Linked DNA regions of Mus musculus: regions 1, 2, 4 and 5 are each linked to region 3. The links are chromatin contacts, called in public Hi-C and HiChIP or PLAC-seq maps. All regions are on one chromosome and are shown on one strand. The core of a region is the stretch at or near the end of the contact, and the rest is flanking DNA. Distances in the headings are between cores, read along the strand shown. Region 1 overlaps Emilin2 (elastin microfibril interfacer 2). Region 2 holds the start of Emilin2 (elastin microfibril interfacer 2). Region 3 holds the start of Tgif1 (TGFB-induced factor homeobox 1). Region 4 overlaps Lpin2 (lipin 2). Region 5 overlaps Dlgap1 (DLG associated protein 1).

What was found. Hi-C and Micro-C count contacts between places; a contact is called where the count stands out from the background. HiChIP or PLAC-seq counts read pairs in DNA pulled down with a chosen protein or histone mark.
Region 1: a contact with region 3 is called in a FOXA1 HiChIP or PLAC-seq map of pancreatic cancer cells. The contact joins the enhancer-like site here to the promoter of Tgif1 in region 3. A contact is called at or near these places in 5 of 484 Hi-C or Micro-C datasets (the G1E-ER4 cell line, granulosa cells, spermatogonial stem cells and 1 more) and 3 of 115 datasets of contacts at active chromatin or transcription factors (bone marrow-derived macrophages, memory CD8 T cells and pancreatic cancer cells).
Region 2: a Hi-C map of bone marrow-derived macrophages shows a contact between it and region 3, with 3 times the contacts expected there. The contact joins the promoter of Emilin2 here to the promoter of Tgif1 in region 3. A contact is called at or near these places in 1 of 484 Hi-C or Micro-C datasets (bone marrow-derived macrophages), 3 of 115 datasets of contacts at active chromatin or transcription factors (bone marrow-derived dendritic cells, large pre-B cells and memory CD8 T cells) and 1 of 9 other capture datasets (adipose tissue).
Region 4: a contact with region 3 is called in an H3K4me3 HiChIP or PLAC-seq map of bone marrow-derived macrophages, with 4 times the contacts expected there. The contact joins the enhancer-like site here to the promoter of Tgif1 in region 3. A contact is called at or near these places in 8 of 39 promoter capture datasets (the 3T3-L1 cell line, the HPC-7 cell line, HPC-7-derived erythroid cells and 4 more), 5 of 484 Hi-C or Micro-C datasets (liver, muscle stem cells and natural killer cells), 6 of 115 datasets of contacts at active chromatin or transcription factors (bone marrow-derived macrophages, double positive thymocytes, effector CD8 T cells and 3 more) and 3 of 9 other capture datasets (adipose tissue, liver and macrophages).
Region 5: a contact with region 3 is called in a Hi-C map of cerebral cortex, with 5 times the contacts expected there. The contact joins the enhancer-like site here to the promoter of Tgif1 in region 3. A contact is called at or near these places in 1 of 39 promoter capture datasets (the 3T3-L1 cell line), 4 of 484 Hi-C or Micro-C datasets (cerebral cortex, myocytes and uterus) and 1 of 115 datasets of contacts at active chromatin or transcription factors (astrocytes).

The regions. Positions count from the first base shown.
Region 1 is chr17:71,265,457-71,269,567 of GRCm38.p6, forward strand. All of the region lies in intron 4 of Emilin2 (elastin microfibril interfacer 2), which reads right to left. Among named protein-coding and RNA genes, the nearest start is that of Emilin2, 43 kb to the right of the region's middle. Within about 2 kb of position 2,110, at least 33 of the 459 cell types and tissues checked have an H3K27ac peak or open chromatin away from gene starts, as enhancers often do. A contact at or near this core is called in the G1E-ER4 cell line and pancreatic cancer cells, where this site is marked.
Region 2 is chr17:71,309,008-71,313,103 of GRCm38.p6, forward strand. Emilin2 (elastin microfibril interfacer 2) reads right to left here and starts at 2,004. Exons shown (of 8, transcript NM_145158.4): 1 at 1,711-2,004; 2 at 1,142-1,264. The coding sequence starts at 1,853.
Region 3 is chr17:70,848,718-70,852,650 of GRCm38.p6, forward strand. It overlaps Tgif1 (TGFB-induced factor homeobox 1), which reads right to left and starts at 2,493. Exons shown (of 3, transcript NM_009372.3): 1 at 2,155-2,493. The coding sequence starts at 2,170.
Region 4 is chr17:71,213,328-71,217,221 of GRCm38.p6, forward strand. It overlaps Lpin2 (lipin 2), which reads left to right. Exons shown (of 20, transcript NM_001357791.1): 2 at 1,637-1,837. The coding sequence starts at 1,646. Among named protein-coding and RNA genes, the nearest start is that of Lpin2, 32 kb to the left of the region's middle. Within about 2 kb of position 1,439, at least 75 of the 459 cell types and tissues checked have an H3K27ac peak or open chromatin away from gene starts, as enhancers often do. A contact at or near this core is called in the HPC-7 cell line, adipose tissue, bone marrow-derived macrophages and 4 more, where this site is marked.
Region 5 is chr17:70,525,650-70,529,469 of GRCm38.p6, forward strand. All of the region lies in intron 2 of Dlgap1 (DLG associated protein 1), which reads left to right. Among named protein-coding and RNA genes, the nearest start is that of Gm46581, 80 kb to the right of the region's middle. Within about 2 kb of position 1,687, at least 13 of the 459 cell types and tissues checked have an H3K27ac peak or open chromatin away from gene starts, as enhancers often do. A contact at or near this core is called in cerebral cortex, where this site is marked.

The DNA of each region.
Region 1 (4,111 bases), core at 860-3,359, 420 kb after region 3:
CTGGGGCAGGATTAGAAGGTGGGACACCCAGCATAGAGAGAGGGGATTCTGGAAAATAGTCAGGCTCAGGAGATTCACCCTGAACTCTGAGATGCATGAAACTGAGGAGACAGTAACTAGCCATGTGGCACTCTTAGAATAAACTGGATTATTGAGATATGAGCTAGTTAGGGAACAGAGCCAAAGCTGTTGGTCTCAGCATTTATTCATATCAATGCTCAGAGTCGTAATTTCATGAACAAAGAGGCCAGGTGGAAAAACATGAGGTTACAGACAGTCCTAACTATGGAAGGTCTTGGTGCACTAAGAACACGGGGCTTGAAAAACTCCCAGTGTATTTATTCATAAGAAACACACTTGTAGTCAAGAAAGGGTGCCAAGAAAGGAAAGGGTAAGGAGGTGACATCACTCTGCAGCTCTCTGCAGTTCTCCCTAGAAGGGATTGACCTATCATAGGCCTCCACTCTCCTCCCGGTAATAGCAGGGGAGTGGAGTGGGGCACATTGAAGAATGGAAAGGGGAGACAGCTCAGGGGAGCAGATTCTACCCCCATTGGGTTGAGAGTGAATTAAAACAGGCGGGGGAGGGGTGTTCACTGATTACCAACTGCTGTCCCCCAACTAACTCACAAAGCACCATTGTGACTGTTATTTCCAATGCAGAGACGGAGAAAGGAGGTAGGTAGGTGTTCAGGGTGTAAACAACCTGCCCATGTCACAGAGTTTCAGTACAGATGAACTGGGACTTCAAGGCTGGGGAAAGCCACCATCTCCAGTTGTTTCTCATAGTATATCAAATCCCTTATCCTAGCCACATCGTGTGGCACAACCAGATTCTGACCCTCTTTTCCCATGGCAGCCTCTCACCTTCTGTCTCACTGAAACACTTAGGTTTGCAACAGAACAAATCCATTCCTGTCCCAGAGCCTTCCGGACCATCTTCCTGCTAAATTAATTCTTGCTTCCCGTTATCTATCTATTCTGTTTTATCTTTCCTCGGGGTACTGATTGCTAACTAAAGTCAAACTTTCACCACCATGGCTGTTCTTCTTTTCCTCTAGAGTGTCAGATCCATGATGGCTGAGACAGGACAGAGCTTAGGAGAGATCTGCTAAATAATCTACTGAACCAGGTGTGGCGATACCTGTGACCTAGGAACTCAGGAGGTTGAGGTAGAACAATTACCATGAGTTCAAGGCCAGACTGGGATCTAGGTAAGAGAATAAGTGAATGAAACATGAATGAATGAATGAATGAATGAATGAATGAATGAATGAAAATGTAAAGAGTCAGGAGAGCTGCAGGCAAGAGCAATGAAATACTATAGTGATTACCTGCAATCCCAGGACTGGGGGGGGGGGGGGGAGGCAGGGAAATCTCAAGATCTAGTCATTCTAAGAATGAATGGTAATTAGTAGTAGTAGTAGTAGTAGTAGTAGTAGTAATAGTAGTAGTAGTAGTAGTAGTAGTTGTTCATTTTTCAGAAATTGTATACCCATCAGAGTCTCAGGAGATTCATATATATATATATACATACATACATATATATATATACACATATACATGTATGAGTTTATATATAAATATGTGTGTCCATATATGTGTGTGTGTATATATGAATGAGAGCCTTTTTTGCATATGAATCCTTTTTAAGCCCAGGCAAGAGCACATGCCTTGATAGGATACAAGAAAGACCCTCCTGAGGCCAGCTGCATAACTGAGTCCACCTATGGACCTCACAAGAGCAGACAATAGGAACCTGAGTTATATCTTGACCTGTCATCAAGCTGTACCTTAGGCCCAGTCCCCTCCTCCGGGCTGGTTCTAATTATGGGAGGAGGGACTCGCCGTGTCTCCCAATATGACAGTGTGTTACCCTTCAAAGGCTGGTTTGCTGTGACCAACAGAATGAATGAGGCAGAAGTGATTCCAAGCTACCTTGCCCCCGCCTGTCTGGACCACAGCTTTGCTTTCCATCTGTGGGCCGGTTGCCAGCTGTACCTAAGAGTGGCAGGATGTGAGGAAGCCCACGAGGACACATGTGGAGCAGGGCGACATGGAGGCTCACCACAACTCCAGGACCGTGGCCTACATGAACCTGATCCTTCCTCCAAACACAAAACACAGCTAAGAGGGTGACTCAGGCTGAGTACACAAGACAGCAGCAGAGCCTAGTTACCCTGCACAAGCCCTTGACCCAGGAATGACGGAAAATAACTACCATGGAGATTGGGGTAGGAGATTGCGCGGCAAAATATAACTCCTGTTCACACCAAAGTCTTCCCCCAAATGCCCCCTCTTCCTGCCTTTGAGTTCCACCCACTCCTCATTTATCCATTCACATTTCTTCTAGAAGTTTCTCTCATTCTCTCACCCCACTGCTCACCCTGCCATTTCTCTCAACTATGCTCAGTTATTACTTTCTTCAGCCTGAAGGCTCAGCCCTGTGCCTTTTCCCTTTGAGAAGCCCTGTGGGGATCCTAGTGAGGGGAACAGCCAGTTCTTGTGGCCCCTTTTGTTTGGCTCTCCGCCAGACTTTTGTATTCACATTTGCTACATACTAAGCCCCCATTTACTATGTCCAGGGGTGCACAGAGAGCTTGTGAGTCCACAGGCCCTTTGTACTGTAATACCTGCTCCTTCCTTGACTACAGACTGCATTGCCCCTCACAGATCTGAGGATGCTTTCTGAGGAGAGATGGCACGTGTGATCTCTGCACCCCTCAGAGAGTCTCACGTGCGGTTACAGTCGGTGCTTAGCAAATACTCTGTTGTCTTTTAACTGGTTGACATGTGACTTCAACCTTAGCTACAGGGTCACTCCAGATCCCAGGTCTCCTGGGCCTGTTGGCGCTGGAAGTCAGAGGACACCACTCACTTATTTTTGGCTCCTCTCCATCACAAGTTCTCCCAAGCCCACATGATCTGCACTCACAGCATGACCCCCAAACTGAAGGATGATACATGGAAACCGATTTGTCTCCAGACCTACCCGTCTCCAACTCCGCATAGACGAGCCTCAGAATGGACACAGATTCCCACGCTGTCCAGCACTGCCAATTAACTGGAAATATCTGGCTGTACCTATTATTGTAGAACCCAGTCCAGACAGCATTTTGACCACAAGGGACAATTACCCTCTGAACACATGGGACTCATGACCTTAACTCTACATTCCAGAGATACAGGGGCTGGGAGATCTGAGGTGGAGACTGTGACTGTGTACTACAGATAGCTAAGCCTGGGCACAGTGGCCAGTTCACAGCCGTGCTTGGCCCTGGTGACACTTTATCTATGAAATGAGCACCATGCTCTAGGACAAAGCCCAGAGCACAGCTGCCTGACTGCCATGAATTCTCCCCACACCTCATGAGGTTCCAGGATCTGGACGTGGCCTTCCCTCCCCATAGCTGTTCCTCAGTGAGAGCCTAGTCAGGAAGGCTCCGTTGTGTGGCACCAGCCCAGTGTCACCCTGGTAGAAAAGATGATAGGCCTGCAAGGGAGGATAAGAGAAGAGAGAGTAAGGAGAGGGGAGATTGGGAAGAGAGAGTAAGGAGGGGAGATTCTACTTGCTCATAGAAGTCTGCATTCAACTCCGGGAGACACAAAATGCTGAATGCCAGTGTGACAACACAACGTCCCTTGTATGCTCTCCCCTCCCACCCCAGATCTCCCTACCAGCTCTGGAACTCAGTATATATTTCCCTCTTGAAAATGCTGCCACCCATGTGGGGCTGTCTGTGGGCTTATAAGGTAGCAGCCCTCAAGGGCTTGGACCATGCTGTTACACAGAAGGTGTTCTATAAACATGACTGCCGCTGGCTGATTTTATGTCAACTTCACACAAGCTGAAGTTATCTGGGAGGAAAGGATCTCAATGAAGAAAACGCCTTGGCAGTTTACAGCAAGCCCACAGCCCACATCAACCTAAATGGAGAGAAACTCAAAGCAATTCCACTAAAGTCGGTAACATGACAAGGTTGGCCACTCTTTCCGTGCCTATTCACTATAGATCTTGAATTCTTAACCGAGCAATAAGACTTAGAAAGAGCAATAAGCAATAAGGAGGAGATCAAGGGGATACAAACTGGAAAGTAAGAAGTCAAAATATC
Region 2 (4,096 bases), core at 754-3,253, 460 kb after region 3:
TTCTGAATCTCTGTGTGGGCCGGCCAGGAAATCTGTATCAGCTGTTTCCCCTATATGTTAAAAAATAAAAAGTAAAGGGCTTCCCTGTGTTTCTGCAAGTTTGTATAACTTTCTTTTTGCCTCTCAGGAACTCTCTACCTGCTTGTGGTTCCCACACGCAGCCTGGGTGGGACCCGGTGACCTACTGTCTACAGCCTTGTCTGCTCCCTGCCCCCTGAATCAGCTTGCTGGGGATACAAGCTCAGCCTGTCCTGAGCCCGGCCAGAGACAGAACTGCCCACCACTGACCATTCTGTACGGCGCTGACAATGTGCTCGAAGACAAACAGCTTATTCTTAGTGGAAACAATCCTCACCATCACGTGTCCCCAACAGCCTTTTATCCACACCAGCGGTCTCCTGAGATCTGGCTTCCACAAAAACTCAAAGAGCTCCCTGATCACCAATTGGGTGAGTACAATGTGTTCGCAGAACCCGCGCTAACAAATCATCGCCCCCCCCCCACCCCGCCCCCGTGCCCAGTTTTTAAGATGCTGGAATCTTTATGAGCAAAAAAGATGTTTAACTATTCTGCACATCACCAAGGGCTATTCCATTCGGAGATCTGCCTCAAGAATCCACAAACCCAACTTGAGAAGAAAAGGGACAAACGTTCTAAAGCAACCTGAGGAGTTTAGTTTAGAAAATCATAACGCTGAAGAGGACAGTTGGGACAAAACTCACCTCCTTCAGAACTCCAACTGGTCAAACCTCTCGGCTAATCCTTCATTTAAAACATTTTAGAATCTCTATGCGACCCAGAACATACAATATGGATCTAATTAGGTTCAGCTGCCTTATGTTAGTAATAAAATTGAAAGAGGAGGGGGGAGAGAGAGAGGAGAGAGAGAGAGAGAGAGAGAGAGAGAGAGATGGGGGTGGGGCCTTTGTTCATCCTCTCCTGTGGCCTAGGGAATCTCAAACTCCCAAATTTTGCGCATCTTCAAGGTTCACGCAGAACAGCACACCATTAAATAGCCCAGAGTAGCTGTGAGCCGTGCAGATATCAGACTTTGTAGAGGGTCTGGAAGAGATTTCCACAAGGACTGAAGTCCAGCGCTCCACCTCACCCACCCACTCGGCCCTCGTGCTCCCCGACTTACACCAGGGCGGATGGACAGGGCATCTGGTTCCAGGGACAGTTGTACTGAGCTTGAATAAAACTCTCGCTTCCCTCCTGTACCGTGCAGCTCACGTTCTTATTCACGATGTAGGCGCACCAGTTTCTGGGGTAGAGAGAAAAGGGCTGGATAAACTTGGAGAACAATGGGGAGAAGGGGGAGACGAATTGACCCAACAAGTTGGCGGTCACCAGCGCTGAAGGCAGGAGCTTGCCAAAGCTGCCACCCCAGGGTGTCTCTTGCGTCTTTGGAACACCAAAGAGTCCCAAACCTGCAGAACAGGATGTGTTCGTGTTCGGGCTCGGTGGCAGATCCCGTAGTTCTGCCGAACACTCCCCATTGCCCGGGTTCGCTTCAGGATGCTTGGGGCGCCTGGTGGGGAGCACATGGCCACCCGGGGGTGGCGACACCCCAAAAGCCTATGGGGCTCTCTCTGCTACCGCCCGTCGCCATTGCCGGGGCAGCTCTGGAGCCCGCAGGCGGATTCGGGAGTGACCGCCTAGGATCTGGGACTCTAGGGCTGGGGGCGAGCATAAGGGACACACTCTTACTTGTTCCTGGCACTGGGCCTCGCGTGGTACCCAGGCTGCGAGCTCGCGTGGCACAGTCCCGCGCCGCCCAGGGCCAGCAGGGCCAGCAGGGCCGGCGTCCAGCGACTGGGTGCTCGGGGTCGGGGCGGGGTCTCCTGACACATCTTGAGCCCCACAAGGCTGCAGGCGGCGGGGCCGCGGGAACCGGCAGCGGGCTCGGGCGCTCGGCGGCCCCTCTGGCTCTTCGTCCCCACGCCTCCGCACTGGCCGCTCCGCGGTCCCTCAATGACGCACAGGTCCCCCCGGGTGCCGCCCTCTTTAATTCACTTCCCTCTCCGAAACGTGACTCTTCCCTTCACCATCTCTCGGCCCATCGCCTCTCGGCAGGGGGTTCGGGGAAAGAGCCAAAGGGTTAGGAACCGGGGTCTTGGTTACAGACTTTTCAATTACACATTCCTTTGGTCTCTTCCCAAACGCCAGCAGCTCCGCCTCTCACCTTCCAAACAGCGCGACCCCAGCCCCTCCGGAAGTGCAGCAAGCTTCGGGCGGTCCCCACCTCGATCCCCCGGGGCCTCTCTCCGGCCAGAAGCCCAGGACCACCCATCAGTTATTGCCCCCCCCCCCCGGCGGGGGGAACCTACTCAAGGGGGACTCAGCGTCGATTTCTTCCTCTGAGGCCCCACCGCCGTCTACCCATCAATCTTTAAGGTCTTGGGCGAAAGTTGAAGACGCAGGAGCTCTCCTAGGCGCAGCTAGTACACGGCTTGAACTTTCCAAATGCGCGGGCTGCTCCTGGATAGTGGGGTTGCCTCCCCGCAGCTGCAAACTGTCATTTGCTACTCCAGTGTTTATGAGGAGATGTCCTGCTCGGACGTTTCTCTTTCCATCAGTATTAAAGGCGGATGTTTCGGTCGGTAAAATGCTGCGCAAACATGAAGACATGAGTTCAGATCCTCAGGCACCCACATAAAAAGTTAGACAGGCTTTCACAAACCTGTAATCCCAGTACTAAGGAGGTGGAGACAGAAGAATCTCTGAGGCTGCAGGCTCACTGACAGACCCTAGCTCAAGGGGGGAGTGCCAGAGAGAGCAATTGACAAGAGGATACAAGACATTAATCTCTGGCCTGCACACACGCACACAGTATGTATGTGCGGGCAAACATTTTTAAAAGACCATTTATTATAATAGTTTTTTTTTGTCTTTGCATCTAAATAGTTCAGATTCTGTTGGTGCCTTCCTGCCTCCCTCCAACCCTTCATTCCTCCATCCTTCCCTCCCTCTCTTGCTCCCCCTGTTGGTCATGTTTTCTGCCTATTCAAACGCTACAGGGGTCTTTGCCAATTTCTCTATAGCCTGACCAAAGTGACTCCACAGATAAAATCAGCCACAGAGGGTAGGGTGTTCTACTTGGGAAGCTGGGGCAAGAGACTCACCTTAGAGGCTAGCCTAGGCTACACACTGCACCACCAAGGAGGGGTATTCTAGAGGAGAGAGAGAGAGAGCTATTCCTTTGAAATTAGTTGCTGCTCCTACCCGCCCTAGTTGGCAAGCCTAGGCTCACTGCTGTACCTGTGAACTAACATGACACTGTTGGCTGGGGGTTGGAGGGACAGGGAAAGTTGGCTATGTTTTGATAAAACTAAATGAAGCCACTGGTTGTTTTATTTTCTCATATGCTTTGCTTTGATGGTTTTATTGGGTCCTTTTGATTTGCAAATTGAAGAAAGAAAATTCCCAAAGTAGAAAATTGTACCATGTAAGGACATAATCCGTTCATGAACTTTCCAAGTGGAAGATTATACAAATAGTGGACTGAAGTCATCCTGCCTTCAAAAGAGCCACGGGGGAGAAATAACAAAGATAAAAGACTGTCCTGTGTAACCTGATCTATGCCTTTCTCTTTGTCTTCTCTGTCACCCAGCTCTAACCTCCATTTTGTCCATTGAGTGTCCTGGGGAAGATCTAGTCTAGAAATGGAGACTGCGTGAAGGAAAAAATAGGGGGCAACCCACAAGTTATGTCCATCAACAACCGGCAGCATGTGTGTATGCATGTGGGTATGTGTGTGTGTGTGTGCGTGCGTGTGTGTGTGTGTGTGTGTGTATGCGCACACGTGAGCACCTGTGTGTGCAGTATGTGCGTGCACGTGTGCATGTATATATGGGTGTGTGCATGTGTGCGTGCTTGTGTGTGTATGTGTGTGTATGTGTACACCTATATGTGTGTGCATGCATGTGTGTACGGGTGCATGTGCATATACCTGTGCATGCAGTGTGTGCACGTGCATGTGTATATGGGTGTGTGTGTGTGCATATGTGAGTGCCCATGTGTGTGTATGCGTGTGAGTGCCTGTGTGTTCATGTGTGCATGTGAGTACATGTATGTGTGCGCACACACACACGTG
Region 3 (3,933 bases), core at 1,243-3,742:
TAGTTGAGCGAGCCCTCTTCCAGCCTGCTTTGAAGCCATTTTTGGAGCTCTTTCTTTTCGGGCGGTCTCGGCTTTCTACAGAGGGCACTCTATTACCATATACCAGTCTTTGTTGAAAGATGCTCACTTTCCTAAAACAGACAATAGGCGGGACAGGTTTAAGCAGTCCAGGCCCAAGGACAGGCAGGGAAGCTCACCCTCCCCTCCCAGGTAATTTCAGACAGTGGGAGGCAGGGCTGTGGAGGCTTGCAGCCGAGGGAGGGGCAAGAGGAGAGAGCAAGCAGCTTTTGTTCTTCAGCCCCAACTGAAGCCCGCCTGCTAACTGTACAAGTTAGCAACGGAGCTGGCCCCTGGTCCCTAAGGAAGTAAAGAAATGGGGCGGTGCGGTTCATATCCTCAAGGGTCTGCCCCCTTCCCAGACCCAGTGCCGAGGAAGCCTAAAAAAGGGAAAAGGAGCCAGGACAACCTTAGCAGTCTCAGCTCTCCCAATGAGAAACTCGAAATCGGTCTCAGCAAAGTTTCCTCTCCAACACGTCACCGTTCATCGTTTCCATGAGTCGGGGGGATTGACTTGGGGAACCCACGCTCTTTGGGCTGGGGACCTCGCATCTGGGGAAGGGGACACCCAAGAGGGTGGAGCCTGAATGGGAAGCTAGTCGTCAGCCTTCCTCCCCACCCACGGAAACCCAGTTTTGCATTCCCGCACCCCGGAGCCACACAAAACCAAACTACCCTCATTGAGGTGCTATTGGAGCGGAATGCCTCCCACGGGGGTCTAGATCTGTCAGCCACGTCAAGGGGTGACAGAGGTCTTGAGAAGATCCCTAAGTTTTCCCCAGAGCTCAGTTAAACTGTCCCCCAACTCAGAGCGCCCACACTCTGACTGTCCCAGGGTGGAAAGGAGCAAGGAGGCCTACTTAACCAAGTACCCGGGGTCTTCATGAGTTCCGTATGTTTCGGGGTCTCTCACAGAATAACATCCACCCAACTCTCTAAGGTAGGAAGCGCGGAGAAACCCCGTGAGGAAGCGTGTTTGGCGGCAGCTGCTATAACCGTGTTCCGTTGGAACTGCAGTCGCGGTCTAGGTCTGAAAGAATGTGGAGTAACAAACTCGAGGAAGCTCCCGGGCATGCGCACCAGCGCCCCCTTCCCCCCGCCCGCTTCTCCAAGCGATTAACTTCTGTTTTGAACCACTCCACATAAATCACAACAAAAAAAGCCAACTCCAGTCCACGACTGGAACACTCGAGGGACCTCCCAGTCAGGGACTCCAAAGTTAGCTTCAAAAGGGACTTCACAGTCTTTGACCTTTTGGGTTTTTTTTTTCCCCCCTTCCTCCCCAGTGTGTTTTGTTTTTAAACCAGACTGACGGCAAGTTTTAGTTGTAAAGCTTTGGTGGAAACAATGACAGCCTCGCTTTTTGCACTTACAACCAAGCCTGCTTGTCACACTTGGACAGTTTTCGACTGCATGGTACTTGTGTTCTAACAGCACACGCGGTCCTAAATTCATCGTGGGAAAACTTTCAGAAACTAGTAAAAATTTTAAAGTCCATCTTTCCAAAGCTATGCTCGCCCTAGGGCGATATGTGTGGGGGTCCCGGATCACATTCCTTTGATAGTGAAAAACACATCTCTTTAAAAAAAAAAAAAAAAAAAACATTGCCAGGATCCGGCGAGGAGTGAGAGAACACCCGGAACTACAAACTTTTAGACAAAAGGTAAGGCGACTGGAATTCGCCAAGGACCCCCCACAGGGAAAAGCGAGGTGCCAGGGTCTCCTAGAACATCAACCGCAAAGCCCTGCCCCAGAAACGGCACTAGAAACCACGCGGCGCCTGGGCCGAGCATGGGGTGTCAGGAAGACAATGAAACTTGGAGGCGTACAAACAAGGCGCTGAGCGTGGTTCTTGACAACGTGCCAACAGCGTGGCGCGGCTCAGCCTCCCCACAACAGCCCCTCGGGTTGTGTCTAGAAGGAAAAGAACACCAACTGCCATCAGAGACACAGCCTCAACAAAGAGAACAGCCACCAATCCAGCCGGGGAGCCACTGGTCCGAAAAGTCCCATCAAGTCAGTGTTCTCCCGATCCGGCGCGGCCCGCACATGTCCCGCACTGGTGCCCCGGGCGCTCACAGCCCGCCGCCACCTTACCCTTCTTGCTTTTCATTCTGGAACTCGAGTCCCAGTGAGAGGTGAAGCTGGGGTTTCTAGGAGCCAGCAGCCGTGGAGTGGCGGGAGGGTAGTCGATGATCCTCCTCCTATACTAGTGCTCCGGTAACTTACAAGAGAGTGTTCCAACCACTATTGCTAAACAAGGTGCTCCGGTCTCAGGCGCTGGCTTCTGGGTTGGAATTCAAGTGACACTTGGGCTTCCTCCAGTCGGGATCTTCTGGCAGCCAGCCGGGGGTTCTCCCTGGCCCAATTCCCTCCCTCCCTACTCAGCTCCTTTGTTTCCCGCTCCACTCGGCGCACCTCGGCGCTGTCAGAGTGAGAGAGCAGAGGGAAGGTACAGGAGGTCCTGCCTCCGCCCCCAACCGCCCGCCCCGTCCCCCGCCCGCCCCGCCGCGCTCCTCTGCCCCTCCCCCGCACCTTCCAGCTCCACAACCCTGGGCCTGGGGGCCGAGATCACCCGTCCCTCTACGCGCTGGCGGAACCCAGAAGCAGGGTCATGCCTGCCTGCCCGTGGCGAGAGCACCATCTCCATCCCTCAGCTCTCAGCGGCCACACTGGTTTCTCTTTTGGGGCCTTTCCTCCCCGGGCTAGCGAAGAGTGCATTTAGTTTGTAAAGGATGGAGAGAGGTTTAAGGACATCTCCTCTGTCCACCCCAGAGAAGAAAAGACACCCCCATCCTTGTTTTTGACAGCTGCCCCAAACTTCACTGTCTCTGCTCCAGCCGCCGGAGGCAGCAGCTTCTGATTCAAGGGGTGGGGCACCGAAGGAAAAGTATTCCAGACAAGAATCAACTTCTTCCAGAAGGCGCAGCTGCCATTGACACGCGGGCGCGGCACAGCGCACCCTCCTCCTCGTGGACTCTTCTGCCAACAGCGACAGTGGGGGTGGGGGGAGGCAGACATAGTCACCGTGGGCAAATGTCTATTCCCCCGGGCTAAAGCTCTGAGTTCCGGATTGGATTGCAAGGCAGTTTCGAAATCTAACACGTTGCGAATAGACACTTGTCATGCTCACATGCTCTTTAAACGTCTGGGCTAGGGGGACGGCCAGAGCGCGCGTGTGCCCCACTGCGACTCCCCCACCCCCACGCGCCTTTTTAAAAAGATGGGGGACTACGCCGGGACTGCTCATCTGTTTCAGTAAACAGTGTCTACTTTGTGTGCTAATATCCCACCAGAGGACACCCTTCAGTATTTCAAACAGAAACTAGCCATTAAATAAACACTCATTCCTATTGGTTTATTTTGCTTGAGAGGGGAGCTCCAAAGAGTTGAACGAAGAATCGAGAATCGTCCCCTCCCCAAATACAAGCCAGATGCTGTTATGGCTGACTTCGAGACGCGCACGCCCGCACTTCTGGGTCTAGTTTTCACCTATGCCCGGTTGTTTAAAAAAAAAAAAAAAAAAAAAAAAAAAAAAAGCAAAGAAAAGCAACTGTCACATGTCACAGAAGACTTTCCCCATAGAGGGGGGGAAAAACCCCAAACGTAAATAAGCTGAGCAGCGACGTCACCGCCGGTGTCTGTCTCCAGTTTCGGCTTTGTGGCTGTTCTGGTTTTGTGACCTCGGTGGAGATCCGGCAGGAGGAGACAGACCCGTAAAAACAAGGTTAAAGCCGAGCCACAGTAAGGCGGCCACAGGATGACCCGCTAGACTTTGGAACCTGTTTATGATTATGTTGGAAATTAAAGCAAGCCTCCGCCGCGCCCCCTCCGAGGAGCGCGTTAAAACCCCGAGTCAAAAAAGAAGCTTGGGTG
Region 4 (3,894 bases), core at 189-2,688, 360 kb after region 3:
TAGCACACACCTGTAATCCCAACACTTTAGAGACTAAAGTTGTCTTAAGTTCTAGGCCATCTTGACTACAAAGAGACCCTGGAGAGAAAGGTTGGTCAGGAGTGGTGGCACCTTTAATCTCAGCATCCAGGAGGCAGGGGTGGGCAGATCCCTCTGTGCTCAGAAGCAACCTAGTCTATGTCTTGAGTTTCAGGCCAGCCAGGACTGTACAGTGAGACTCTATCTCAAAAAAATTTTTTTTTCAAAAATTAAGTATTTGATGTGTGCTTAATCTGGCCTTGCTATCAAAATAAAAGCAACCATCCTCATCCTAAAACCAAAGCCACCTGTTTATAATTGTTTCATGGCTATAACATATTTTCTTTATAATTATGACATCCTCCACCTTAGGAGATCGTAGTAAATGTAGCTGCTTGTGTACATTGCACAAAGCAAGCTCTTTGGAATGTGCAGTTGGAAACCTTGGAATACCCAGGGGAATAATCAGGATTATATGCTTCAGGCTACTCAACAGCTAGACTGTGGTTACAGTCATCTCTGTATAGACTGTTGAGTGGAGTCTGTCTTGCCTTAGGCACTGACTGTCTCTGGCCAGTAGGCTGAGTTATGTGCTGATGGGACCTGGCAGGTCCACTTCATTTTTTTTAGGGGATCAGCACTTTGTCCCTGTTCCACCTAGGACTTACCTGACAACACAGAATGTCTCTCTAGAACTTTGCAAATATGGAATCTTGAGCTTAGGGCAACCAGAGCTGGTTTAGAGAGGCCACTCTGCGCAGTTAATAGTTTGGACTCATTACTCCTAGAGTCCAATAAAAATTGACTTCTGCATTAGCCTAAAGCTGGAGGTTTTTCTGATCCTACATCCAGGGGATGGACTCTCTGTGGATTTGGCTTTAACGTAACATAAAGGTGTCTGCTGAGTGATGGTGTGTTCACCCGCTGGAGGGAGAGCTGACAGCCTGAGGACTAATGGGTTTGTTTTGGTGTGGGTTGGGTTTTTCAGTGGATGAGTCAGGGTAAGGGGTGAAGCCAGATTTAGATGTACCCTCTCTCTTTTGAATTGCAGAGCTCTGGTGATCTTGATTTGAGTAGTGAGTTGAAGTTGAGAAACCAAAACCCCTTTTGTGCTCTGAACATTGTGGGACACAAACGTTATGTCCCATTATGCCATGTTGAGGTTCTGAAGTCATGGTACGTGTGTTAGTCTTGGCGCAGCTTACCACAGCTCGCTTGACGCAGCATGTACCTGATGTATCTGAACCAGAAGATCTCGGTTCTCAGTTGTATCCCTTGTCTCTCTGCAAAGATAAATCCCAAGCTTCCCCTGGAGGTGACAGTCCTCCTGTCCTTGCCTCCTGTGGTCAGAGTGGACATAGTACTGCAGGTCCTGAGCGGTTGGTGGAGGGAGATGAAGACAGTTGGCCCCACCCTGGGGTGTGGAAGGAAACAGAACTTCCACAGCCTCCAACCCCACTTAGAGGCACTGCCAGTCTGAGACATATGTGTGATGTAGCTGGGGCAGCAGGAGAGCAATGGGCTCTGGACAGCAGAGCAGAGTGTATGTTTAATCAAACTCTTTATGTCGTTGCTGTTAGTTGTCAAAGTTAGTGCTGACATCGTTTTCTTTTCTCAGTCTCAAACCATGAATTATGTGGGCCAGCTGGCTGGGCAGGTGCTCGTCACTGTGAAGGAACTCTACAAGGGCATTAACCAAGCCACGTTGTCTGGATGCATCGATGTGGTCGTGGTGAGGCAGCAGGATGGCTCCTACCAGTGCTCGCCTTTTCACGTACGCTTCGGGAAGCTGGGTGTCCTGAGGTCCAAGGAGAAAGTGGTGAGTGCACAGGTCACCATGGTGACCGGCCCCTTCCTCTTACTCTTTTTTTTTTTTTTAAACTTGCATGCTATTGAAGACCATGGTAAGAAACCAACTTTATAGGTACTGCTTTTGAATTGGCTTCTAAATTCAAAAGACTCTCTTATAGAAAGTTTCTCCAAATGAAAAAGAAACTGAAATCATGAAGAGACTCAGAACAAAACTGGAGATAATTACAAATGAGGAAGTTGGGCTTATTTTGAAAAAGAAATTTTGCTTTATTTAATATAGCACTTTAAAATAGTGTAGGGCCAGCAAGATGATTCAGTGGTAAAGGCTCTCTCCATCAGTCCTGAGACCCACAGGGTGCAACAAGAGAACACACTCAGAAGTCATCCAGTGACTTGACCCGTGTACCCTGTGGCTCATGTACATGCTTTAAATCCTCAGTTTAAAAAAAAAAAAAGGCTCTCTAAAAATAAAATAATGCAGTCTGGAGATACAGCTTAGTCAGCAAAACATTTGCATACCATGCACCAAGCCTGTGCAGGCACTGAGGAGGTAGAGACAGAAGGACAGGAGCATTCTCAGCTCAGCCACATAGCAGAGGTGCACGAGGCCAGCCTGAGACACAGGAGAGCCTGTTGATTGATTGATTGATACATACACACAAACATATATGATAATATTGTTGTACTGATTATGAGTAGGTAGACTAAGCTCATGTAATCAAGTGTAGATTATATTTATTTAAAAGAAATAAACACCCCAATTGAATGTTTGTATTTTTCCTCTTTTGCATTTAATGGGGGGCAGTGTTTGGATGTTTTTAAATTATCATTTCCCTCAAGTATTGGGCAATAAGAAGGTTTTTGAATTGTGTGTATGGTAGGTTTTAAAACAGAGTTAATGATAAAACTTTGTAGAGCATGTATTTGGCAACTTTTCACTTCCACATTGTCTTCCACATGGTGATAATAATGTCAGCAACTCTTACTAAGATTTCGGAGCACTTTGCCACTGGGTAGCACAGTGGAAGGGTGGGTGCCGAAGGACCAACATGCACAAGTTAAAGAGGTTTTTGCTGGTGTTTTTTTGGATATACATCTCCCTCTACTTAGGCTTTGGGTTTTTGAAACTGAAAGAAAGTGGGTTTCCAAAACTAGACTTTATTTTTCAAAGAGAAACCATCTCTTTGGGTGTTATAAAATCATTTCCCACTGGATTTTTCAGACTAGCCTTTGCTTGATCCCATTAGAAAGCAGAAGCAGCTACAGTGTTACTTCTTGGCCTGGCAGCTTCTACTCTAGGGCAGGGTTGTCTAGCCATAGTTAGTGCTTTCTGTGTTTGTTTCCTTTGTGGTTTTTGTAGTGACACTATTAGTACTTTCATATTAGAGCTGTTTCTCCATAGATGTTCAAGGATCTGTTTGTAAAATTTCTTTTGGGGGTCTTCTCAGAAGTTTCTCCCACCATACCATACCCGCCCCCCACCGTTCTCTGGAACCAGGTTTCTAATTGATAGGTTGACTCAGGCTTTTGGCCTTTGAGTGGAGCTGCAGCAGATGTGTGCAGGCATTTGTCCTCTGTGTAAGTGAGAAGCTGAGCAGATGTGTGTATTCTCTGTGCACTTTGTAATTAGAGATGTAATTTCTTTACCAGGTTACACGGGTGGTTTTATTAACCATTAACTGTTAAATACCTTGTCAGACATCCCACCCCTACCCCAAGTACTTTTAGGATCATAATACACAGGGCCCAAGAAAAGAAAAAATTTCTTCTTTCCTGTTCCCTTCCTTCATATCCCAGAATCTAGGAGATCTATTTGAGAAGAAATCTGTCCATTTGATTTACCAAAACACAGCTTTCTTATGAAAGTAAAACTTGAGCTTTATCTGTCATAGGCGCACTGGTGACTTACATTGACCTCTTGTCGCAGGCCTTTCTGCATTAGGGTAAGCTGTTCACTGATTTTTAAATTAACTACATTTTCACGTGTGGCAGCACCTGAAATCATAACTACTTTAAAACAGCTGTTTAGAGGCAGTCATTTCCTATGACGTGTCCATGTTTGAC
Region 5 (3,820 bases), core at 437-2,936, 320 kb before region 3:
TTGTTCTAGATCATTAATCTAGGAATGGCCTGACTCCTCAGTGTGATGACCTAGTGTTGGTTCTTTTAATTCAAAGACCTATTCAACAACCATGAAAGAAAACGTCTGCTTCCTGCAGCCTTTGAAAACCACAATTTATTATCAACCTTCAGGATTGTTCAGGCCCCTGATCTAACTGTCTAGGGGCTTAACGTCTTATTTTTATTTCCTTCTAAATTGTCATTTTCTGAGTAATAGGAACTCCTCCTTGTAAACCTCCCATTCGCAATGTCCCTGGACAGTCTGGACACTGTAGCTTCCATAGATAGAGGGTCTATAGTGACCATCCTATAAAAGGAACTTCTGAAAGCATTTGCTTCTACTTACTCTTTCTTCAAACGACAAAAGGAAATGGCTTGGCAAGAATTGTCATCTCAGAAGACATGACACAAGTGGACACTCGGCCTGTCAGCCTGGGCTTTCTGTTCCCCACTGTGTCTCACATTCTGCTAAAGCCTGAAGGCTCTTTTCACATCCCTGCTTATTCATGTGCACTACCGTCTTCAGAGGTAATGAGGTCAAAGAGGAAGTGGGAGGGTGATCTGAGACAACATGTGAAACATGTTTGTACTTTAAAAGGCTTATAGGAAACAAGTGTCCTTGTCAGCTAAGTGAGTATGTGCAATTTGTAACTCTGTGGTTGCCCAGGGCATATTGTATTTTCATTTTATTTACTGTTTTTGTGTGATGTGTGTGTGTGTGTGTGCGTGTGCGTGTGCGTGTGTGTGTGTGTGTGTGTGTGTGTGTAGTGCCTGAGTGGAAATGCATGTCCACATGTGCCACACATGTAGGTGGAGATCAGAGGCCAACCTTCAGGAATGTGTTCTCTCTTTCCTCTCTGGGCTCCAGGGATTGAACTCAGATGCTCTGCTTGCACAGCAAGTGTCTCTATCTGCTGACCCAACTCCTTAGCCCCATGATAAGATTTTTGAACTCTTCTTTCCGGACCCAGAAAAAAGTGGTTGTGTTCCTCCTGTTAGAAACTGATCCTTTCTGCTTTCTAATGGCTCACTGGAGGTGAATTATTGTCCAAAAGAAGACAAACAGAGCAGGGTAGATCCATTTTTTAGATATGTGATCTTTAGATCCAACACTTAAAGCTTTGAGGGCTCAGGGTCTGGAATCTGAAGACTATCTGCTTCTCCCAAAGCATCCAAATCTTGGCACTCAGAATCTTTCACCTCACTTCACCGGGACAACAACTGACAATAGTTATCTATAGTTTCCAAAGGGATATGTGATGTGACACATATATATGGCATATGTAAATGACACATGCATACAATGATATATAGGGTGATATACATTAGGAAAATGAGAACAGCTGCAAAGAAGCTGAGAACTGTGCGCAGCTAAACACTACCTGACATGAGACAACGTGGTATCTACGTGGCTACAAGCGACTACAGCCGTATCCCATGGAAGCCTGTATGAAAGCCCTTTAGAAGTCCTATATCACTGAGTGTCTCTCAATCATTGCAGTTGAGAGATAGCTCCCGTACGTTTGTGCATAAGAGTGACATTGAAGGGGTCTGAAAACCTGAGGATTTCTGGCACCAACCCAAGAGATCCTGACGACCTACATCTAGAGTGACTCAATAGAATCCATCAAGAACCACGGCTTCTACAGAGCTGTAGGCTTATTGTCCCGTGTACTTTCCTGTAGGGGGCAGTAGAGTCTAACCGATCGAAACGTGGGCTTCACCCGCTCAGCCAAGCTTTGAAGTTATTGCTGGATTTCTACATTACTGATGCTTTTGTTTCTTATTCTGTATAATGGGCATGATGGCTGCATTTGTTTTAGGGTGTTAGGGAAGAGAGTTGAGCTCTAAATTTAGGAAATCAATTCAAATTATTGTGTGGAAGGTTTTCAAGGTATAAATGTCTAGCTACTGACGTTCTTTGTATGTTCTCTTTGTTTCGTGTATCGCGGCACCTCTTCTTCCCCTTCTGATTTGTTCCTTCAAAACAAGGTCAGAAGAGGCATGTCTGATTCTGCGGACAAGGAAACCTCCTGCCCACCCCACCCGTTTCTCCCTATCCCATCTATGTCCGATGATGGTAGCTCTTAATCACATCATGGACAGTTCCTTTATCAGCTGCCAACTAAGCATGGGAAGTTTGTGTAAGTGAAAGGGTCACAAAGAGCCTGTCCAGATCTTCACCTCAGTGGAGCAGAGCTCCATGCAGTCCGGTGTTTGCTGGTAAACAACAATTCTAGCTGTTCAAGTGTCTATTCGCATGGGCCTTGCTTTTATCTTTATAGCTTCAGTCTGCCAACCCTCCCCCGGACCCCCATGCCATTCTTCCAGGCAGCCTTGCAAATCAGCAGGATGAGTTTAATGAACAGCAACCACTATGGTTATGTCTACCAGGTCACTGAGCCACCCATCCATTGCATCCTTGATGGGCTTCACTAGCTCTCTTGAGGAATGTCTCCTCCATGACAACCAGACAGGCAGGACCTTCACAACAGTTGAAGGATGGTGGTAACAGGTCCTGGGCATTATCCTCCATTGTTCTTGCACAAGGTCCTCAGCCAACCTTCCCATTCTCCGAAGCCAGGTGCATCATTCTTTCAAGTCTGTAGAATTCCAAAGAACAAAATGTCCCTCTCAGGACCTCCTCCCCACAGAACCATGGCCAGCTCCAGGCTTTCCTCCTCAGCCAGCTGTCTCTTGGCAGACAGTCCTGAGTCTTTCTACTACACTTGCTTCCCGTGACCACCCAACCAGTGGGAGTAAAATCCATGGGATGCTCTCAGAATTTCATGGCATTGTGTCCTGCCTGTAAACGCAGATGAGCTCAGCCATCTTTCTTTGTTGTCATTATAAAAGTGAAGGTGAGTGGAGGGTGAGATGTCCTCTCATCTCAGCAGGACCCTGTTAACTCACAGGGACCTGCATTCTATTCTTAGAAACCCACCTGCTTGCTGTCTTTTCCATGGGCATCATTTGGCTGGCAACTGTCCCATCAAGGATTAAGTATAGAGAGAAGTATTCCCCCTTTAAAATTCCTTTAAGGGTTCCAGTGTCTTGCAACACTTGAAGAATTCATGGGCTTTTCATTCTCGTTCTCTTCTTCTCTCATTAAGTAGCAGAAGTTTAGTTGGCTTCTCTGAGTGTCAGAAAAAGTAACTGTCATTTGTTTGCAAATGAAACCTGAGCTTTCTGCAAAGGACTCCCCTGCAGATTCCGTCCCCCATAACACTCCTCCAGCCTTCCAGTTGATTTGAGATAGTTTCCTGTTCTCCCACCTCTTGGAAATATTCCATAGCACGCTGAGCAGACACTTTTAGTCAAAAAAAAAAAAAACCCACCTATAAATAGCTGATTTTCCCTTGGCCCTGCCCTCTCTCTGAGGCATTCATGAAGCAGTGAACCATCCAGCAGAAGCAAGAGCTCTTTGTGAGGGATCTGTGCTGAGGCTGACGAAAACTCAAATCCATAGGCTGAAAATTGTCTTGGGGGTTGATCTTCCTTATTTGACTTGTGCACTCACTGCACAGAAAAAGAAAATGAAGAGAGAGAGAGAGAGAGAGAGAGAGAGAGAGAGGAAGAAAGAAAGAAAGAAAGAAAGAAAGAAAGAAAGAAAGAAAGAGAGAGAGAGAGAGAGAGAGAGAGAGAGAGAAAGAGAAAGAGAAAGAGAAAGAGAAAGAGAAAGAGAAAGAGAAAGAGAAAGAGAAAGAGAAAGAGAAAGAGAAAGAGAAAGAGAGAAAGAGAGAGAGGAAGGAGAAGGAAGGAAGAAAGGAAGAAAGGAAGAAAGGAAGGAAGGAAGGAAG